2 separate regions of the Mus musculus genome follow, and region 1 is linked to region 2. The links are chromatin contacts, called in public Hi-C maps. All regions are on one chromosome and are shown on one strand. The core of a region is the stretch at or near the end of the contact, and the rest is flanking DNA. Distances in the headings are between cores, read along the strand shown. Region 1 overlaps Gm35426 (a long non-coding RNA gene). Region 2 has its middle 48 kb from the start of Gm34969.

The links. Hi-C and Micro-C count contacts between places; a contact is called where the count stands out from the background.
Region 1: a Hi-C map of muscle stem cells shows a contact between it and region 2, with 5 times the contacts expected there. The contact joins two enhancer-like sites. A contact is called at or near these places in 2 of 15 datasets of contacts at CTCF or cohesin (the NIH/3T3 cell line and stem cell-derived epiblast-like cells), 6 of 484 Hi-C or Micro-C datasets (embryonic fibroblasts, embryonic stem cells and muscle stem cells), 2 of 115 datasets of contacts at active chromatin or transcription factors (embryonic fibroblasts and embryonic stem cells) and 1 of 9 other capture datasets (embryonic stem cells).

The regions. Positions count from the first base shown.
Region 1 is chr1:186,457,673-186,463,986 of GRCm38.p6, reverse strand. Gm35426 (a long non-coding RNA gene) reads left to right here. Exons shown (of 3, transcript XR_373805.1): 3 at 1-147. Among named protein-coding and RNA genes, the nearest start is that of Gm35426, 26 kb to the left of the region's middle. Within about 2 kb of position 2,991, at least 48 of the 459 cell types and tissues checked have an H3K27ac peak or open chromatin away from gene starts, as enhancers often do. A contact at or near this core is called in muscle stem cells, where this site is marked.
Region 2 is chr1:185,531,941-185,537,725 of GRCm38.p6, reverse strand. No RefSeq gene overlaps it. Among named protein-coding and RNA genes, the nearest start is that of Gm34969, 48 kb to the right of the region's middle. Within about 2 kb of position 2,140, at least 17 of the 459 cell types and tissues checked have an H3K27ac peak or open chromatin away from gene starts, as enhancers often do. A contact at or near this core is called in muscle stem cells, where this site is marked.

The DNA.
Region 1 (6,314 bases), core at 1,742-4,241, 930 kb before region 2:
GTCCTTCCCTGAGCTCTCAGTGACACCTTCAGATTCTTTTCATTTGAATCAAGTGTATTTTTATGAATACGAGAAAAGGCTAAAAGACTATTAGTTCTGTATAAAATCATGGTGTGGAGAAGCTGCCATTTTCTAACTATTTTTTTAATTTAATTTTATTTGTAATTCATTTTTTTACACTCCATATTCCATTCCCCACCCCTCCCTTCCCACCCTCCAACTGCTCCACATCCCACATCTCCTCCCCACCACACTCCGTCTCCACATAGATGCCCCTATCCTCTACCCCATCTGACCTCTAAACTCCCTGGGGCCTCCAGTCTCTTGAGGGTTAGGTGTATCATCTCTGAATAAACATAGGCCTGGAAGTCCTCTACTGTATGTGTGTTGGAAGCCTCATACCAGCTGGTGTATGCTGTCAATAGGAAAAAATGGCAACAAACAGATTGGGAAAAGATCTTTACAAATCTACATCTGATAGAGGGCTAATATCCAATATATACAAAGAACTCAAGAAGTTAAACTCCAGAGAACCAAATAGCCCCATTAAAAATAGAACTAAACAGAGAATTCTCAACTGAGAAAACTTGAATGACTGAGAAGGACCTAAAGAAATGTTCAACACCCTTAGTCATCAGGGAAATGCAAATCAAAATGACCCTGAGATTCCACCTCACACCAGTCAGAATGGCTAAGATCAAAAACTCAGATGACAGCAGATCCTGGCGAGAATGTGGAGAAAGAGGAACACTCTTCCATTGCTGGTGGGATTGCAAGCTGGTATGTCCACTCTGGAAATCAGTCTGGTGGTTCCTCAGAAAATAGGACATATAAGTGAGGACCTAGTTATACCACTCCTGGGCATATACCCAGAACATGTAATAAGAACACATGCTCCACTATGTTCATAGCAGCCTTATTTATAATAGCCAGAAGCTGAAAACAACCCAGATGTCCCTCAACAGAGAAATGGATACAGAAAATGTGGTACATTTACACAATGGAATACTACTCAGCTATTAAAAACAATGAATTTATGAAATTCACAGGAAAATAGATGGAACTTGAAAATATCATCCCGAGTAAGGTAACCCAGTCACAAAAGAACACACATGGTATGCACTCCCTGATAAGTGGATATTAGCTCAAAAGCTTGGCATACCCAAGATACAATTCACAGATGATATGAAGCTCAAGAAGAAGGTAGAACAAAGTGTGGGAGCTTTGGGGAACAAAATACTCACAGGAGAAAATATGGAGACAAAGTGTGGAACAGAGAATAAAGGAAAAGCCATCCAGAGACTGCCTACCTGGGGATCCATGCCATATACAGTTGCCAATTGTGGATGCTGGGAAGTGCTTGTGATGGAAGCTTCATATGGCTGTCTCCAGAGAGGCTCTGCCAGAGCCAGACAAATACAGAGGGGGAGGCTTGCAGCCAACCCTTGGACTGAGTACGTGGTCCCTGATGGAGGAGTTGGAGAAAGAACTGAAGGAGTTGAGGGGTTTTGCAGCCCCATGGAGGGAGCAACAGTGTCCAGCCAGATCCTCAGAGCTCCTGGGGACTGGACTGGACCACCAACCAAAAAGTACACATGGAGGGACCCATGGTCCTGGCTGCATATGTAGCAAAGGATGGCCTTATTGGACATCAGTGAGAGGAGAGGTCCTTGGGCCTGAGGGTGTTCAATGCCCCACTGTAGGGGAATGCAAGGGAGGGAAGGTGGGAGTGGGTGGGTAGATGGGGGAGCACCCTCATAGAGGCAGGGCAAGGGGGATGGGATGGGGGATTCTGGAGAGGAGACCTGGAAATGGGATAACTTGTGAAATGTAGATAAAGAAAATATCCAATGAAAGTAAAAAAGATATCTAAACAAAATTTTAAAAAGTAAAGAAGAGAAAAAGCAACCTATACAACTATGTACAGCAGTTTTCCCCATAGCTTGATGTTTGGTGACTCACTCCTATGCTGTGTCATGGCTAGGCACATCTAAACCAGACATTCTTCCTGTCTGTGGCCTTAGTTGCTCCTCCACCCAACAGAGTACCAACTCAGTACCTTTTTGTTCAATTCGAGTAAATCTGGCATGGATCTCATTTGGTGAATTCATATAAAGTACGTTCAACATGGGCTGTCGAGAGAGCTCAGTAGCAAAGTATTTGCTGTGCAAGCAAGAAGAACTGAGTTCAATGTCCTAGAACCTATATAAAAAGACTGGGTGTTGTGACTTGTGATTGTAATCCTAGTCCTGGAGAGCTGGAGACAGAGCTCCATGACCAGCCAGCCTAATGGGTGAGGTCAAGACCAGTGTGACATCCTGTCTTAAGAACACCAAGTAGAAAGCAGCAGATAAGTTACAGTCTAAGTTGTTTTCTGGAACTTACATGCCCATGTACACATATGTACACATGCCTACACTCACACTCACTCATACACACAGGGACTCATATAGCCAGTAAGCTAGAGAGAAAGAGAGCAAGAGAGAGAGAGGTGGGGTTTGGGGAGAGGGAGAGAGGGAGAGGGAGAGGAAGGGGGAGAGAGAGACAGAAAGAGAAAGACAGAGACAGACAGAGAGACAGACAGACAGAGTGATGGAGGGAGAAAGAGAGGAAGGAAGAGAAGAAGGGAGAGAGAGACACACACAGAGAGGTGCAGACAGAGACAGAGTAAGAGAGACAGAAACAGAGACATGACAGACAGAGAGATGGGGAGAGAGAGAGAGAGAGAGGGAGAGAGAGAGAGAGAGAGAGGGAGAGAGAGAGAGAGAGAGAAGACACAGAGACACATTTACATATAACATCCAACTGCCCTGGCTAGCTGCCGCTTGGACTATCTATGGCTGTCAGAGAAACTGCAGCACAGAGGGCTTGCGGCAGGGAAGGGTATTTTCCAGCACATTCTCCTGCCAGCCCATCAACACCGTGTTTCCACTCTGACTCCCTGGTCTTCCACCTTTGGTCATGCTGTGGCTGGTCTCCTGCTCAGCCCCTCCATAGTGAGTCACTGTGTTGACCTACTTTCTAGGCTCCCGCCTTCCTTCTCAGTTCCCAGACTCTGACAGGCCTTCTCTCTGCTTGGCACCGGGCTTCTGTGGACAGATACCTGGTAACAGCCCCGTCTTGGCACCAGCTGGAGAAATCTCACCCCTGTTCTCCTCTACCCTCGCTCACGTCTCTCCTTTCTCCTGTGCTCACCACTGCCAGCCCCGATGGACGGGGCTCACTTGAGCCTGGAAAGCTCCGCTTTCCCAAAAGCCAAGTTCATCCTGGACTCTAACAACTCCAAGTCGGGTTGCTTTTCAGCAACCATCTTGCCAGTTTTAAGTGTATATCAACTCATCCTGAGGATACTTACGACTTTCTCCCATTTTTCACATATTTTTTATTAGATATTTTCTTTATTTACATTTCAAATGTTATCCCATTTCCCGGTTTCCCCTCTGAAAACCCCCTATCCATCCCTCCTCCTCCTGCTCACCAACCCACCTACTCCCTCTTGTCTGTCCTGGCATTTCCCTACACTGGGGCATCTATCGAGCCTTCAGAGGACCAAGGGCCTCTCCTCCCATTGATGTCCAACAAGGCCATCCTTTGCTACATATGCAGCTGGAGCTATGAGTCCCTCTATGTGTATTCTTTGGTGGGTGCTTGCTGACAGGATCCTGATATAGCTATCTCCTGATAGGCTCTGCCAGAGATGGATGCTCTCAGCCATCCATTGGACTGAGCATAGGGTCCCCAATGGAGGAGCTAAAGAAAGAATTGAAGGAGTTGAAGTGGTTTGCACTCCCATATGAGGAACAGCCATATGAACCATCCAGACCCCCTAGAGCTCCCAGGGACTTTCTCCCATTTTTAAAAATCAACCAAACTATCTGCTTGCGTGTGCCAAGGGTGGTATATACCACTAGGTTTCAGCTTCGGTCAACAATGTCATTTTCACTGGTGCTTTTCCTGTGCAGCCTACTGCAGTTGGGCTTTACAGTGTCTACTAAAGGGCTGTGTGCTACAGGTGACCCTGTGGGGCTATCAGGAATAGATGAAACTTTTAGGAGCTCGATGGCCTTGTAGAAGAAGGGTGTTGGGCATGTGCACTCGAAAGGTACATGGGGACTTGGCCCTCCTTCCTGCTCACCATGGCATAAGCATCTTAGCTTCCACCCCCTAGAGCTCTGCCATAATGTCTGCTTTGTCTTATAAACCCCAAGTCAGTGGCTCAGTAGACCATGGGCTTACCTTTGAGATAATGGTCCAAAATACCTTTTCTTCTTCTGAGTTACTTACCTCAGGGATTTTGTTCCAGGCACAGAAAGCTTGAGTTCCTGCTAGATGAAGGAACAAAGAAAAAAAGAAAAAGAAAAAAAGAAAAAGAAAAAAGCAAAAAACAATGAACCAGGTGGCACACGCCTTTAATCCCAGCATTTCAGAGGCAAGAGGCAGGTGGATTTCTGAGTTCGAGGCCATCTTGGTCTTTAGAGTTCCAGGACAGCCAGAGCTAACAGAGAAAGCCTGTCTTGAAAACAAAACAAAACAAAACAAAACAAAACAAAACAAAACAAAACAAAACAAAACAAAACAAGAATAAGAACTGCACACACAGTAACTGTAGCTTCTACTTCAGACACAGTGACTTTCGGAAGGACTCTCCTTTTTCTACTTCCATAAAAAAAAATCTGTAGCTCCCCTCCACTGCTTCCTCTCTTCAAACAATAATATTTCAGGCACATTGGAAAAAGCTTTAAAAGTTCTCCCTGTATATACCCTCATCAGAATTAATTTTCTTCTGAGAACGGAGACCTTTTAACTGCCTGTTCTCTTGATCTAGACTTCCTCTTTCAAGACCCAACATTTCCATGTGTTACAACATTGTTAGCCCAGTGTTTATTATTTTTTTTTCTTCTAAATGATTGTGAGGAGTAATTGTTAAGAAAAACATAATCAGGTAGGTTGCTTATATAAAAATGAAATCCATAGTACCACACTAGTGAGAGGAAGACTGTCTTCGATCCTTTTCTTTGGTGATGATGCCTGTGATGATGGTGATGGTGATGATGGTGGTTGTGATGGTGATGGTGATGGTGATGATGGTGATGGTGGTGGTGGTGGTGGTGGTGGTGATGGTGATGATGGTGATGGTTTGAAACATGGAATTTTGATGCAGATTCCGTCCTTTAGATTTTTAACCTCCATTTAGACACCATTTTGAGTCCTCTTTTGAATTCATTCAAAGGTCACAACTTTCTCCTCCTGTTGAACAAGCATTTGGAGTGAAGCCAGCTCATAACCTTGCATGGTTGGAAGAAATATTCAAGTTTACTCCATATGACCACAATCAATTGTCCTGGACGCCTCAATTGCATTCCTGCTGAGAGGGTGGTCTGGCTGCTTGGAGAGTGTTTGCTCTCAGAAGCGTTAGGAGGTCCCTGCTTTCATTATCTCTCTCTTCTTTCCTAGAGCAAGTGAACTTTACTGTGGTTGGGTGGCTGAAGGCTGCTGGGAGTGGGGGGTGCTAAGGTAGGGATTGCAGCACAGGCCAGCTAAGTCCAGTTGCATTAAAAGCTATGACTGCTGGGCTGCAGCCAGCCTAGACACTGTTCACAGGGATGTGTGTGAATTTGACTTTTATCAACGTGAGCCAGGGAGAGGCTCTCTTGTCCTTGGGTTGTAAATGAACAGCTTTGCATACTTTAGGAGCAATGAGCCTAAGCAAAAAAGGAATTTTCTTACAGTGGTTTGTGTTGCAGCCAATAGGAGCTGGAGCTCATACCCTGGGCAGAGGGATTTGCTGAATTTTAGCCCAAGTCTGGTGATAATCTTTCTGCTTACTGTGTTAGCCCAAGTCCCTCTGTAGTCCCAAGACCAGCCCTAAGCCAGTGTAGCCACTAGGCTAGCTCTAACCTCTTTCTTTCCTTCCCCAATGGCTCATAACTGACATTTCACACAACAGTTTTGTCGTCATTGCCCCCTTGTGATGATCACTAACTGAAAAGAATAGATAACTTTGTCATATTCTCCTTTAACCCTTTACTGTCTGGGCTACAGATTTGAACCCAGGGCCTCATATAGGCTAGACCACTGAGCTATACTGACCTCTCTCTTTTTCTTTTCTTTTCTTTTCTTTTCTTTTCTTCTCTTCTCTTCTCTTCTCTTCTCTTCTCTTCTCCCCTCCCCTCTCCTTTCTTTCCTTTTCTTTCCTTTTTCTTTGCTTTCTATTTTGAAACAGAGTCTTACTGAGTTGCCCCTGTTGGCATTGAGCTTAATTTCTAGCCTAGGCTAGCTTTGAACTTGTAATCCTCTTGTCTCCTCCTCCTCCT
Region 2 (5,785 bases), core at 891-3,390:
CAGCACTGCTCCCACTGGTATTAGAAGCATTGGTAGAGGGCTGGGAAGATGACTCATTCAGTAGAGGATTTCCATTGCAATCACAAAGACACCAGTTTAGTTCCAAAAAGTCATATTAAAAAAAAAAAAAAAAAAAAAAAAAACAGGCATGGAGACAGAGACACAGACAGGTTCCTAATCATAGAACTGAAGGGGGAAGCGTGGAGAGCCCTGAAGCATCCTGGCCAATCAGCCTAGCCCCGCTTGGCAAGCTCCAAGTGAATGAGATACCCTGTGCCAAAAAATAAAAAGCAGATGGTGCCAAAGGAATGATAACAAAGGCCTGCACGGACACACACACAGAGGACACACATGCGAGCATCATGCATGGATACACATGTACATGCACACACAAAACATATGAATAGGAAAAATATTTAAAGTAAGGTGTGTTGGTTTGTATATGCTTGCCCCTGGGAGTGGCACTCTTGAGAGATGTGGCCTTGTAATAGGTATGTCACTGTGGGCATAGACTTTAAGACCCTCACCCTAGCTGCCTAGATGCCAGTATTCTGCTAGCAGCCTTCAGATGAAGATGTAGAACTCTCAGCTCCTCCTGGGCCATGCCTGCCTGGATGATAATGGACTGAACCTCTGAACCTGTCAGCCAGCCCCAATTAAATGTTGTCCTTATAAGAGTTGCCTTGGTCATGGTGCCTGTTCACAGCAGTAAAACCCCAAGACAGAAGATATTATGTCTTCCCTGTTATTATTTTCCTTCCTACTCTTTTTTATAGAAACAGGAGATTTATCACAGAGAAACTTCTAAGAACAGGTTGAAATTCTCTGATTTCAACTAACAGTTATAGAATCTTTTTTTTTCTCAAGTAGTAACATGTGATCTTCACTCTGTGTGGCCTTGGTGTGGTGGGCTTTTCACGTGATTTTGCAGATCTGACAAAAACAGATCAATACGGATGAAAGGATCTGGTTCCCCTCCCGTTCCAACACTTGACTCCTGACACCTTGCAGGGATTTAAGAAAACCCAAAAATCTCACCCAAAATCCAACTGTACATCAAAGTAACGCTGCTTCACCCTGACAGTAATATTTGTTGAAAACCTGCACAAAAATAAACTTAAGACTTCTCATTTATGAAACTGAGTCCTATGCATGTTTAAACTAGAAAGTAGATTTCTTTAATTATATGATATTAAATAATGTCTTGACTCCTCTGACCCCTCCCTACATAGCAAACTCCTTTTGTGTAAATGCAAAATCTGTGTTCATAGCTAAAGACCGACTGGCTCTACTGCACAGCCTCACTTGCTATCAGTTGGCAAGGATGCCAGAGTCCTCGCTTCCCCTCTTCCTCCAGAGTTTCAGAAGTGTATTAGTGCTGTTCACTTTAATAAACCACTCCAAGCCCCCACATTCTCCCCTCCTGAGCAGAGGAAACTCCTCAACATACCCAAGAGTGCCACCCCAGGAGATGCCTCTCTATCCCCTGAGGAGTGCCTCTCTGTGTCCTGGGGCTCTGAATTTTCAATCAAAATGCCCCAGTTGCTCTGTGATAGCCCAGTGTTGCCTTCCACTTGAAAGTTTCAATCATTTTGACTACTTTGGCCAACTAGGAATTAACCAAATATGACTGGTATTATTGGTCAGTACGTTCAACCAAACCCAACCGAGCCACTTGGCAGCAGACATGCCTCCTTACTAGAATTCTGAATAACAACATTCCTGATATGGACTTTAAAAAAAAAAAAAAAGGATTCTGAACCAAGGACCAAGGAGATGCTCAGGGGATGGCAAAGCATTTGCCACACAAGCACGAGAGCCTATTCTCAATCCCCAGAACCCACACAGAAAGCCGGGTGCAGCAAGGCACATCTGTAATGCCAGCAGTGGGAAAGGCTAGGAGGGGAAGTCCCCTGGAGTCCACTGATCAACCAGTCTAGCTACAACAGTGAGCTTTCGGTTTAGTGAGAGACCCTGCTTCAAAACTTAAGGAGAGCAACTGGAGACCTGGTGTTAACCTCTGGCCTCTACACACAGAGACTCTAACTGGATGTTTCTGGGCATCAGTATCCACAAGCATCAGCCTCAGGAGAATGATGACTTCAGTTGCCATCGCCAGGGGATTCCACGGACCACATATTTCAGAGAACTATCATCCCCCGAAGTACTGGCTGTGCTCTGACCTCACCCTTAACAGCCTGGGCCATTTCATCTGTTAAAAATACCCCAGAACTGTCTGGATTTCTGAAACAGCAGCATGGCTGCAGCCAATACTGATGTCATAGAAGCAGCCAACAATTCAGGCAACACGGATTCCAGTCCAGCAAACCCAGCTAACTGGAGGAGCCTTCTGCCTCCTGAGGGATTCGGGGACATGCTCACAGGCCTTGGGGGAGCCACCCGACTGTTTTGCAGCCACAGGGGCCATCCTACCAACTGCATGTCTGCTTTTCTCTATGATCACATGGCATGTGCATGAAAGCAACCAACACTGCCTTTCTTAAGGACAGGACTGATCTCTGGCCTTACCCTGGACCCACTGGATTCCCATGGCCTCAATCCTCCTAACAGTAATGCACAAGGGAGGGTTGAGTCTCCCAGCAGACAGCTGGACTTTCCCCATCTTTGGCAACCTAGAAATGCTTTGCCCACCCCCCCAACATGATTGCCAACTTCTCTCTCTTCCCTAATGAATGCTCTCTCTCTCTCTCTCTCATCCCTGGTTTTAATGTGATTCACCTTCTTCCAAGTAAATATTATTTCCCAATGCCTGGCAAGTTCCAACTTTCCTCAAAATTTATATATTACTTTTCCATTATCTCAGGGCAGCAACAATAATAACAATAACGGTTATAACATCTTCCTCCTAGAAGAATCCTGGCCACTCCTCACACTTCTCTGGTTTAGAATTCTCTGATGGGCTTTGCTTTCCCCCTCCATTGTCCTCCTTCTCCTTAGTGGAAAATGTTACTTCTAACTGCTGGATTTAATTTAATTTAATTTAATTACAGCATTTTCCACACATGCCCACGGGCTCTTGGTAATAGTTGCATTTTTAATAAATCTAATATATAATAATGACTTTGTTTTTAATTTTCCACTGAGAGTTGGATCCTGAGCTGAATACAAAGCTCCAGACAGGGGCGTCTGGTTCACTCTATGCTATTGAGTTTCAAAAAACCAACAGGCTGCTAATTGGGAAAGGGTTACACTCTAGCCCTCTGTCCCCACACACCTGTGTTTAATGTCTTCAGCTAGCATCCCATGGGGCATGAAATGACCAGTTGTTGGGGTCAGAAGGACCAAGGCAGTTGTGCAGGCTTCCAGGGCTAGACCCTGAGAATAAAGGAAAGGTGTTGCATGGTGGGTAGCCAGCACTGTTACACAAAGACACTCTGTGACAACACTCCTTGGTCATGGCCAGTACCCAGTGACCCTCCAACCTTTAGCAACAAGTCAGTGGACCAACTCAGTGCTGCAATTAGAGGCCAGCCAGGAGCTGGGTCTTAATGACTGCTCTCTTTCTTTTGCAAAGACCATTGTCAATGTTCCTTGGCATTCCACTTCGTGACCAAGTATCCATGTTCAGTTGGCTCAAGGGTAAATGGACCGTGTTTAAAGTGTTTTCCTTTCTCACCTGTGTCAAGGGCTCAGCGGAGAACACAGCACTACACTGCATTCTCAGTAAGGCTTAGAGTTACTTTATCAGTCACAAATGTATCAGACTCCATCCTAAGCAAGTTGCCCCTACCCTTCCCGAAGGTTTCCTATGCACCCACCCCTCAGTCAGGGAATTGTTTTGCTCTGACAAAGGGTTGCTTTGGCTCAGGCTTTGGGGAGATGTTCACCACAGCCAGGAAGGCATAGCAAAAAGAACATGAGGCAACTAGCTACATTGTATTAGCAGTCAGGAATGGAAATGGGGCCAGGCAATCAAACCTCAGGCCTGCCTTCCAGTGACTCACTTCCTCCAACATCTCTTCCCCTCTGAAGGGCAGCGGAACCTTCCAGGGCAGCACCACCAGCTGGAGACCAAAGATTCAAACACAATAGCCTAGGAGGAACATTTCACATTCAAAACACAATGCTGGCTGGTGGCGCACGCCTTTGATCCCAGCACTTGGGAGGCAGAGGCAGAGGCAGGCGGATCTCTGAGTTCCGGGCCAGCCTGATCTACAAAGTGAGTTCCAGGACAGCAAAGGCTACACAGAGAAACCCTGTCTCAAAAAAAAAAAAAAAACAACAACAACAACAACAACAAAACCCACAATGCTCGCTTGCCATTCTATAGATGAGGGAAAGCTACAGGTGCTGAATAATTAATTTCCTTACGTTCACCCTGCTGGTGAGGGCAGCAATCCCAACTGTAGTCTCAGCTCTTAAACATTAGGCTAAGCTCAGCTGCTAAGACACTGCCATGTGGTTTTCCCACAGCATTCTGAAAGACTCCACTACAGTAGCCTAAATCTGTCTAAAATCTGCCCAGCAGCAGCATGAGAAATTCAGGCAAGGCAGACCAGAGCCCTCAAAATGAAAGGAAAGAGGGAGGAGGGAGGAAGGGGAAGGGAGGGAGGGAGGGAGGGAGGGAGGGAGGGAGGGAGGGAGGGAGAGACAGAGACAGAGACAGAGACAGAGACAGAGACAGAGACAGAGACAGAGACAGAGACAGAGACAGACAGGGGCTACTAGCTTGAGGCAGTATCTCATGGCCTCCCAGGTTCTGATAAGAAATAAGGCATTTCATCTGCCCTCCTCAAAGCAGAGATGCAGACCATAATCCCACGGAGCTGCAGTTTAGAATGTGGTCCTCCACGGGGACTCTCAGTCCTCCATGTTTCTTTGTTCTCTTTCTGGTCACCACAGTGCTGAGTTGAGTGCTCTCTGCCACCCTTCTTTTCGCTGTCTGTGTAAGTAATAAAAGTCCTGGCTCTAGAAGTGGCTTATTCCGCCTTACCAAGTAAATTAGCCAAGCCTCAGCCTTACACTGTACCCTTGTGAGTCTTTGACAAACTGTCCTGTGGAGTTGGTCACCTACTCAGACAATATAATAAAAATCAGCCACACACACACACAAAAAAAAAAAAAAAAAAAACAGCTTTAGTAACAGCTATCTCTGTGTAACTAACAGTGCAGACAGATACAAAAAGAGCACGTGTGTGTGTGTGTGTGTGTGTGTGTGTGTGTAGAGGGAGAGAAAGACAGAGAGGAAGAGGGAGAGAGAGACAGATTTACACACAAACTATATCAAAAGAATCTGGCTGGGACGGCTCAGTGACAGAGCACTTGCACAGGGTATGCAAAGCCCCGAGTGTAATATCCAGCACCACACAAACTATTTATGATGACACACGCCTATAATAGCAACACTAGGGAGACAGAGAGGAAAGGATCAGATATGCTCAGTCACTCTTGGCTATAGAACAAGTTCAAGGCAGGTCTGGTGTACAAGAGACCCTGTCTTCAAAGGTAGAGCACGGATGAGAGAAATAGAGGAGTCACTAACAGGAGTGTGTCCCTCCCATTAAGCAAGCTGTTGGCAATATCAGAAAGTATATGCAAATGCATTCCATTTAACAAAATTAATATTTATTGTGTATAAACAAATCCAAGGGAATTCTCGGTGGACACATGTTTCCACATCTGAATTTAAAATGAAGCATGAATTCCGCATTTCAAAATCGGTGGGGATCCAAATGTGGAGACGTGTCTGCGGATGGGTCCCACTTACTCACCAGAGCCACACAGGCCAGAACAAGAAAAAGAGCACAGGGAACTCCCAGATACA